Linked DNA regions of Mus musculus: all the other regions are linked to region 1. A link is a contact called in public HiChIP or PLAC-seq data. All regions are on one chromosome and are shown on one strand. Each heading gives the region's core, a stretch centred on a gene start, on an enhancer-like site or on the middle of the called end of the contact. The rest is flanking DNA. Distances are from core to core; before and after follow the strand shown.

Evidence for each region. HiChIP or PLAC-seq counts read pairs in DNA pulled down with a chosen protein or histone mark.
Region 2: a contact with region 1 is called in an HNF4G HiChIP or PLAC-seq map of pancreatic cancer cells. The contact joins two enhancer-like sites.
Region 3: a contact with region 1 is called in an HNF4G HiChIP or PLAC-seq map of pancreatic cancer cells. The contact joins two enhancer-like sites. A contact is called at or near these places in 1 of 39 promoter capture datasets (hippocampal neurons) and 2 of 115 datasets of contacts at active chromatin or transcription factors (memory CD8 T cells and pancreatic cancer cells).

The regions. Positions count from the first base shown.
Region 1 is chr15:59,002,458-59,005,157 of GRCm38.p6, reverse strand. All of the region lies in intron 3 of Mtss1 (MTSS I-BAR domain containing 1), which reads left to right. Among named protein-coding and RNA genes, the nearest start is that of Gm41330, 9.3 kb to the right of the region's middle. Within about 2 kb of position 1,282, at least 181 of the 459 cell types and tissues checked have an H3K27ac peak or open chromatin away from gene starts, as enhancers often do. A contact at or near this core is called in pancreatic cancer cells, where this site is marked.
Region 2 is chr15:59,522,809-59,525,508 of GRCm38.p6, reverse strand. The region is part of intron 4 of Nsmce2 (NSE2/MMS21 homolog, SMC5-SMC6 complex SUMO ligase); the gene reads right to left. Among named protein-coding and RNA genes, the nearest start is that of Gm36677, 94 kb to the left of the region's middle. Within about 2 kb of position 1,313, at least 149 of the 459 cell types and tissues checked have an H3K27ac peak or open chromatin away from gene starts, as enhancers often do. A contact at or near this core is called in pancreatic cancer cells, where this site is marked.
Region 3 is chr15:59,637,271-59,639,970 of GRCm38.p6, reverse strand. No RefSeq gene overlaps it. Among named protein-coding and RNA genes, the nearest start is that of Trib1, 10 kb to the left of the region's middle. Within about 2 kb of position 1,435, at least 18 of the 459 cell types and tissues checked have an H3K27ac peak or open chromatin away from gene starts, as enhancers often do. A contact at or near this core is called in pancreatic cancer cells, where this site is marked.

The DNA.
Region 1 (2,700 bases), core at 33-2,532:
CTTTGAAGCTCCACTCAGCATTATTAATTCAGTGGTAGGGTGTGGACGGCACTTGGGTGGCTCTGCTAAGCAGTTGCCTTCCTTGGTAGAAGAAAGGGCTCCTCCAGGTCCAAGGAGCAAGGCCACAACCTTTTGTCATCAACAAATCGAAATGTTCTTGGTTCTCCCTTGTATGGGTAGTGACTACCAAACATGTTTTATTAGATTTCTGCCAGGGGCTCCCCTCTCCAGCTTAAAGGACCCCATCAGTGAAGTCATGTTGTTCTGGTCTGACAAAACGTGGGGGCTACAGGACCTTATAAAGAGGGCCCTACCTATACCATTTCACTGTGTGGTTATGGGGCGCTCTACTAGTCCCCTATTCGCAGCCGGAATGTGTCTGCCTTAACTGCTGGGCTCTGGCTGCCTCTCTCATTTACCTCTGGTGAGTGCACCTACAGGAACGTGTGTTCTCAGGGTGGGTTCTCAGCCTCAGCCTCCATCATTCTTGTGTTCCCATGGCAGCTCTCACGCCTGGGTTTATAGTCTGCACGGAACCCAAGAACGGCAAGTGTGTCTTCATGCCACTTGTGGGCAAGGCAGGCCGCTAGAGACCCCCACAGAAGCATGCTGTCCTGACTGAGACTCCAGTGTGCCTTCAATCTTGTCCCTTCTAGGGTGTGGAGGGAGGTGACTGGCTGGCCACCTGTTTCCCCTTGGCAGCTGGGCCAAGGCCAAGGCTTTGCGAGCGATCCACGCCCTGCCCGCCTGCATTTCTGCAAGGGTTCACTGTTCAGATGACAGATGTCAAGCCCACCAACAGCTGCCCTCCCGGTCCCCGGTCCCCGGGGCTGGGCTTCCTTCCTCCTTCTTCTCAGGGTTCATCTCACCCCCACCCTGTTCAGCTTTCTCACTGACTCCTAGCTCCACAGGGGAAGTGACTCTGCAGGTTCTCTAAGGCCACTCACTGCTGAACTGTCCCTTGATCCCACCCATCTCCCTTTAAATTAGCACATGAGTTCACTGACAGCACTGCCTTGGCCCGACCTCTGTTTCGAAGGGGAGGACACCTCTTTGGAAGAGAATCAAATACAGCCGGCCTCAGCCCAGTGCTGCTTCTCCTCCCTAGGCAGAGGCCAGATTTCCTGGTGTTCTGACTCCCAGGATGGTTGAGACGCGAATCACTGACATGGGAGGTGAGGAGGAGGGCAGGTTGAGAATTAAGTCTGCCGTTTCCATGGATGCAGAGGAAGTCCCTGCTTAGTTCCTGTTGCACTCTTACATTCTAAATCAAACGGCCAGCCCTGAAAGGCAAAGGTGGTGTCACCCAGAGAGTCAGTGCTGTTGGCATCTGCTCAGGGCAAGTGCTGACCTTTCATTCCTTTGCAAAGATTTAAGGCTGTTGTGCAAGGTTATGGTGAGGAAAATAAACCTGTTCTCCAGCCCTGACCAAGCAGCAGGCCCTCAGGTGTCTCCTCAAGCTTGTAAAGGAACTTTAAGATGGTGTCTGTGGAGGCAAGAGAGTCAGGAGTTCAAGGCCACCCTCCCTTACATAGCACCTTTGAGGTCAGCCCCACCGAGGCTCTGCCTGGTTGGCTGCTTCTGTTTCCTCCGTGGAATCATGAGGCCACAATGCCCACAGCTAGGGGACAGCCAGGCTTGCAGGCAAAGAAAGCCTCATTTGTTACAGTTGCCAGAAAGCTCCCGTTGTGTTCTCTGTGCTTTGAAAACTTCTGTGGATAAATTCCCTCCACTAATGACTGCCATTATATTTTCCTAGTGTATAGACAATCAAAACATGGCCACGAAAGCTTGCTCAGCTGTTCAGAGTGCGAGCTGTCCTTTCAGAGGACCTGGGTTCACTTCCCCTCCCAGGTCCTCACATTGGTAGCTCGGAACCATCGACAACTGTAGTTTCATAGAATCTGATACCCTCTTCGGACCTCCTCAGAGTCTGTGTGCATGTGGTGTGCACATTTTTACCCAGGTGCATGCATGCACACTGCATACATACTCATGGGCTTTTGACAGGAGCCTGAGTTGGGTGGTAAGCTGCTTTTTTTTTTAATTGCCTTTGCATCTTGAAATGCTAGCTAAGTCTTAGAGACCATCTCTGGACTTAACTCGGATGCTTGGTGTCTGTCTCAGGCCCAAGAGGGACTCCTGAGAACGATAATCTCTTGTTTTGCTTAGCAACCCCGTTAGCAAGATGTTAGCAGCCTAATGAAATTATAAGCCAGGGCACCATAAAATAAGGTGATTCCATGGAGTAGCAGAAGAGTTGTATCAGAGACAGTAACAATGGAGGACCCTCTGCTGGCTCTCACAGTGACCAAGGATAAGGCCAAGCTGGCCTCCTTAGCCACCAGCCACTCAGCATGGCCATGGGGAGATAACCACTCTAATTAGGATAGATCAAGGCTTTTTGTCCTGGGAGAGCTGTAGGAACTGACCCATTCAGGCACATGGCTGGGCTACCTTAAGCATAACAAGATACAACTCCCCCCACCCCCATACACATGCACATTTATACACAATTTATAGCCAACTTTAGTGCCAAAGAAATCCCAAGTCTGTAGAATGCACGTGACCATGCCCATCGCTCAGTGGCCAAATGCCCAAGTGCCACCTGAAAAGTGGGTCGCACCAGCAGGCTGTGCGTGTAGTGTTCGCTGCAGAAATTTATTTTCCAGCTTTTCTCCAGTTTCCTCCTTATTCGTT
Region 2 (2,700 bases), core at 64-2,563, 520 kb before region 1:
TTACCAAACCACCCGGCTCCTACGAGGTGACTTTCACAAGGACAAATACTTTCATGGCTGACAAAAGATCACTTTAGTCAAAGAGGGAGAAGTGTTAGAATTGTAGAATGTCCCTAGCCAAGCAAGCTCTCTACTGAAATGGCAGGTGAGCACGGGAAGCAGCCAGAGCTGTGCTCGTGTACACTGATTTCCTGACAAGGTTGGATGACACACTAGACTATTTTTAAAAATTATATGCTAGGATTTCAATCTGACTAGTGATTCAACTCAACTTCAAAAAAGAAGGAAGCTCACAGCAGTCTTTCTGTCTTGCTAAGCTTCTGCTGTTCCTGTCAGTCAGTCAGCGCCCAAATCCCAGACCTTTGCATTTGATGCAAATGTAGGCAGTCCTGACATGACTTACTCCTGGCCAGAGACTGCATTCTCTCTCTTAATAAAATGTGTGTACACAACAGACCTCACTATACATTTATTTCAGAGAAGACCTACGATGGTCCCCGAACGCTTCAGTAATGAGACCTTTCCATAAGAAAGCTACTTTTCTAACATCAGCATGGAGAAAGTTAAGGTTCCTGCGGCCCACCAGCCATGTGCTTGCACAGGGGAAAACCCAAGCCTTGAACTATCTCAGAGCTCCATCTGTTCTAACCGCCTCAAGCTACGGCTCAGCTCCCAGGTGCACCGAACCACATCTATCAAAATATTTACCCCTAAAATAACTTTGTAATAAGAGCGGAATGTCCTTTTTGATGATTTCCTTTGAAAAATACATACGTATTTAACCGGCAACTCCAAACTTTCAGAGAGGGCAGATTCCATGAATCTACGTAATAAAAGCCTCCCTTCACACTGTTATAGTTGCTCTACTATGAAGATTTACAAGCACAGAGCTTTATATGGCTTACATTTCCACATTTGTCTGTTTTGACTCTTGGCCTCCATATGATGGCAAGGATAGAGTGAGCCTTTAACAGAAATGCCACACTAAGGCTACAAGCTGCCAGTGAAAGCTACAAGATCTCTTGGCAATTTTTGGACAGGTTCAGGTGAATTTCAGCATCTGGGACTGGCATGTGTATTACAGATGGAAAAAGCAAAACAATACCCAAAGAAAGAGAAAAGCGGTCCTCCCAATTGAAGCAAAATCATACCAAAATCTACCCACCTCCCAGCCTCGGCCCAGCACTGAGGAAATACCTCTGCCATACTGTCAAAGCATAATCAGTTCCTAAAACAATGGCTCAGCGTTTGAGTCACCCAGAGCGTGAAGGGCAAGTGAAAGGTCAGTTCCGGCATGCTCCCACAAAGCAAACACGGAGCTTGAGCCAGCACCAGCCAGGCCTTGGCATGGCAACCACAGGGCTCGCTCACTTCAGCAACCCATGGGTTCTGCCCTCAGGCTTCTCCAGACCCCCCCCCCCCCCCACACACACACACACACTTCCTCTCCTCCAAAGGAACCAGGGAAAGCTGAGAAGCAAACCTGAGAGGAGGGCCAGGCCTGCTCAGAAGCAGCCCTCCATGCCACTGGAGAACCCAAAGATGGTGCAGTGCCTCCAGAACCAGTGGTCCTAGCTCCCAGAAGCTTCTGGAATTCCTTATGAGTACTTACTAGAACACCTTTCTTTCTCCCCGCCAGTCATTTCACTATAATCAACTAAAATCTGCACATGGTGGACACTGACAATGGATTTTTAAAGATCCCAAGTATGCTTATTATTTTAGATTCTCTGCCACTGACATTATATTTAACATCAAAAGTTGTACTAAAAAGTCAATTAAAATAATTTTCTAGCCAAAAATTTTTCAAAGAATTTTTGCGGATTTTTTGTCTTGGAACTCTTGGTCTTGGAACTCTCGGTGGCTGGCTATTCTTTTAATTTACAGTCTGCAGAGATGTCTTAGTAAGCACATGCGAGTTAAGCACTTAAAGAAGATGACAAAATCTTTGTTTATATGCAAACATATGTATGTATTTATCTGCAAACACACATTTAAACCTGTGATTGCTTTTGAGGTCTTTACAAAGAGGCTTCTCAGTTAGTCACCATATTCGTCATATCTAAGGACTACCAGTGCTTGACTGGAAGAGGCAGACAGGCTACTGGAGAAGGGGAGGCCCTCTGCAGGGAACAACAGAAAGATGCAAGTGAGATCTGAAGAACAGCCTAGTGATGAAGACGTTACCAGACTCATGTCCCAGAGCCTCCAACTCAGCAGACGGGAAATGGTCACTACGCAACAATCCCTTATGTATGTCCAACAAGGGTCACATAAAAGAAGAAACACTTCCACCCACCTGAGGAACTCATAACTTGTCTGAGGTTATAGAGCTAAGACTGGCATATGGAGTGTGAGACAGAAAGTGAAAACTGTCAAAGACCCCACATACCAGAAGCCCTCATGTAAGCAGTGGCAAGGAGGAGGGCGTAATGCACCTGGCACAGGAGCCACGCACAATGTCATTTCTGTAGAGACGCCCATGAGTGAACAGTGCCATGGAAGGCTAGGGGCATACTAAGGCTTTTCAGAAGTGACGGCATCGAGCAGGCTTGTGAAAGACAGGAAGTTCTTCCCCCTACAAGCAGAGTGACTTCTATGAGTTTTCTCTGCACATACGTATCAGGGATGACAGCACTAACTTCACTGGGCTTCTAGGGATGAGAAGAAAATAGACGCTGATGAATATACACAATGAAA
Region 3 (2,700 bases), core at 186-2,685, 630 kb before region 1:
CTCACTTCCTATTTGAAGGTCTCAAGAGCAGAAAGGTTGAGAATAATAGATGTGCTTCATCTGGGAGAGGGATGGGGAAAGAAAGGGTTTCCCTGACTTCCCCCTGTCTGCCTAGCCCAGACCACTGCTCAGTTCTTTGCCACTTTCCCCTTTGAGAGACAGAGCTCCTAGACTCTAGCTTCCCCATGACTACATTGGCCAACAAAGTCCAAGGAAAACATGCTTTCAGAGTCCCCTGGCTGGGTCACCAGGAGTCACACAGCTTGCCCCAAGTTCACCAGGACAATGGAACTTACAGCCCCAAGCAGGCAGGTAAGAGTCCTATAGCCTTTGAGAATACCATGCCCTACAAGGTCACAGGAGGCTATCCTGGTTGTGGCCCTGTCCTGCTGGGAGCAAGAAGGAGAGAGAGGAAACTGTCTCAGGAAAGAGAGTCCACCTTGGACCAGAGTCTCACCCCACCATAGACAGGTCTTGCATGTTCTGTCTCTTCGAACCTCCCCAGTTTGGGGGTGGTTTGTTCCCTAGGAATGAACATGTGGACACAGTTCCAGAACTTTCTGGAATAATAAGAAATCATAACAAAAAGGTGCTAGGACACTGGTATAGTCTGAATGTGACCCTTGCTGTTTGGAAACCTTGGGGCTACGGCTTGGGCAGCAGGAGTGAGTCGTTGGGAACTGGTCTTAGTTCTACTTCCTTGTCTACCAAGATGTGAAGAAGCAGCAGCTGTAAGCGCTTGCCATCACAGACAGAGTAGCCCCAACACCACAAATTCGCCTGCCCTGCTGGGAGGGCCTTACCCTCAAAACTGTGAGCTGAAATAGTTTCCTCCCCCATTTAAATCACTTCCTTTGGTTGTCATAGCAATGGATAAAGATGACTGATGCTGGCTAGAACAGGCACCCTTTGCAGTGGGTGGTACCTTCTACCAGTCAGAGAGCTCAGGCCAGCAGAATGAAAGCCAGGCTTATTCCCTGATATGCACAGTAGCGGGGGGGGGGGGGGGGGGGGGGGGATTGCTAGCCACAGCCACCTTTCTTGTCCTGACAGAATCCAGATCTGGGTAGCCCCTTGAACACCTCCAGAATCTGTCTGGAGAGGCCCCACTTCAGACGTTGGAAGCTGCCCCAGCACACTTCTGAGTCATCTTGACACATAAAGACATAAAGCATTTGCCAAACACAGGTTAGAAACACATCCATGGGCTGTTTTTGCCTTTTTCTTATGTGTGTGTGCGTGCGTGTGTGTGTGTGTGTGTGTGAGAGAGAGAGAGACAGAGAGACAGAGAGACAGAGAGACAGAGAGACAGAGACAGAGAGAGACAGAGACGGAGACAGAGAGACAGAGACAGAGAGAGCCTAACTCACAGTAATGTGATCTGGGATCTGTGAACTATTTTGAAGTCATTCATTTTGCCTAAGCCAGAGTCATTTGTCATCTATTCCATGTTGATTGCACTGGTGGCAACAATGCACCTTATGGTACTTTGTACCAGGCACTGTGTTAGACACAGAGCACAGAGGCAAGGCACTCCGAGGAGCAGGAGGCCAGCTGTACTGGAAGGCCTTCACAAACCTACCTCTGCAACCAAAGGCTGAGCTCACTAACAATGGGAGTGTCAGAAGTGCCTAGCCATGAAGTTGTTCCTGGAATTTGATACCCGGTGAGAATCTGGCTGTTAGAGGCAGCCTTCCATCCGGCCCAGCAGGATGCGCGCATCAGCAGATCAATGAAAACATTACTGAGTCCAGATGAGCTGGCCTCAGGAAGCCACTTTATCAGAAAGTGGCTTACACAGAAGGAACCTGCAAACGTAGCAGATATGAAGAAGGGTCTGACAGCCAGCGTGACTCAAAGTTATCCCTGTCCCTGTGAGAGAAGTCATCTCAAGGATTCGGTTCTGATCCCGTGCTGCACTTGGCAGGGAGTGTTAGGACAGAACACTTCTTGAGCCTCTGTCCTTTGGAGGGAGCCATTCCTAGTGTATAGAATTTAGAGACACCAGTTCCATCCATGATAGCTCCAGCCCTCATCAGCAAGGTCAAGATCAAGTCTCAGAAACATTGGGGGTCCAGCTGGCTGGCAGGTACAGGCATTCAACTAAGAATGCACACACAGTAATTGCTGTTCATCTATAGGTTATTACCTGCCATTAAAATTCAAAGTATAGCGCTGGGCGTGGTGGCACACACCTTTAATCCCAGCACACGGGAGGCAGAGGCAGGTGGATTCCTGAGTTCGAGGCCAAGCCTGGTCTACAAAGTGAGTTCCAGGACAGCCAGGGCTACACAGAGAAACCCTGTCTCGAAAACCCCAAAAAAAAAAAAAAAAAAAAAAAAAATTTAAAGTATATTGTAAGGTGCATTCTAGAAACAAAATGACTCATAACTTTCACTATTCTTACAATAGTTCTATTTTTTTTGTTTGTGTGGGTGTGCAGGTATACACAAGTGTTTGAGTGTATGTGCATGTGTGTGTGAGTATGTGTGTAGGTCAGAGGTTAACTTTTCTTAGGCATTGCTCCTTGGAACCTGTTTGCTTTAAAACAAATTTATAACATTTCAATGAATTAACTAGTTAATATTATTTATTTATTTCATGTATATGTGTGCTTGAATATGCACCTGCCTTGGCACATGTGTGGAGGTCAGAAGACAACTTTTAGGAGTTTGGGTTTTTTTTTTTTCTTCTTCTTCT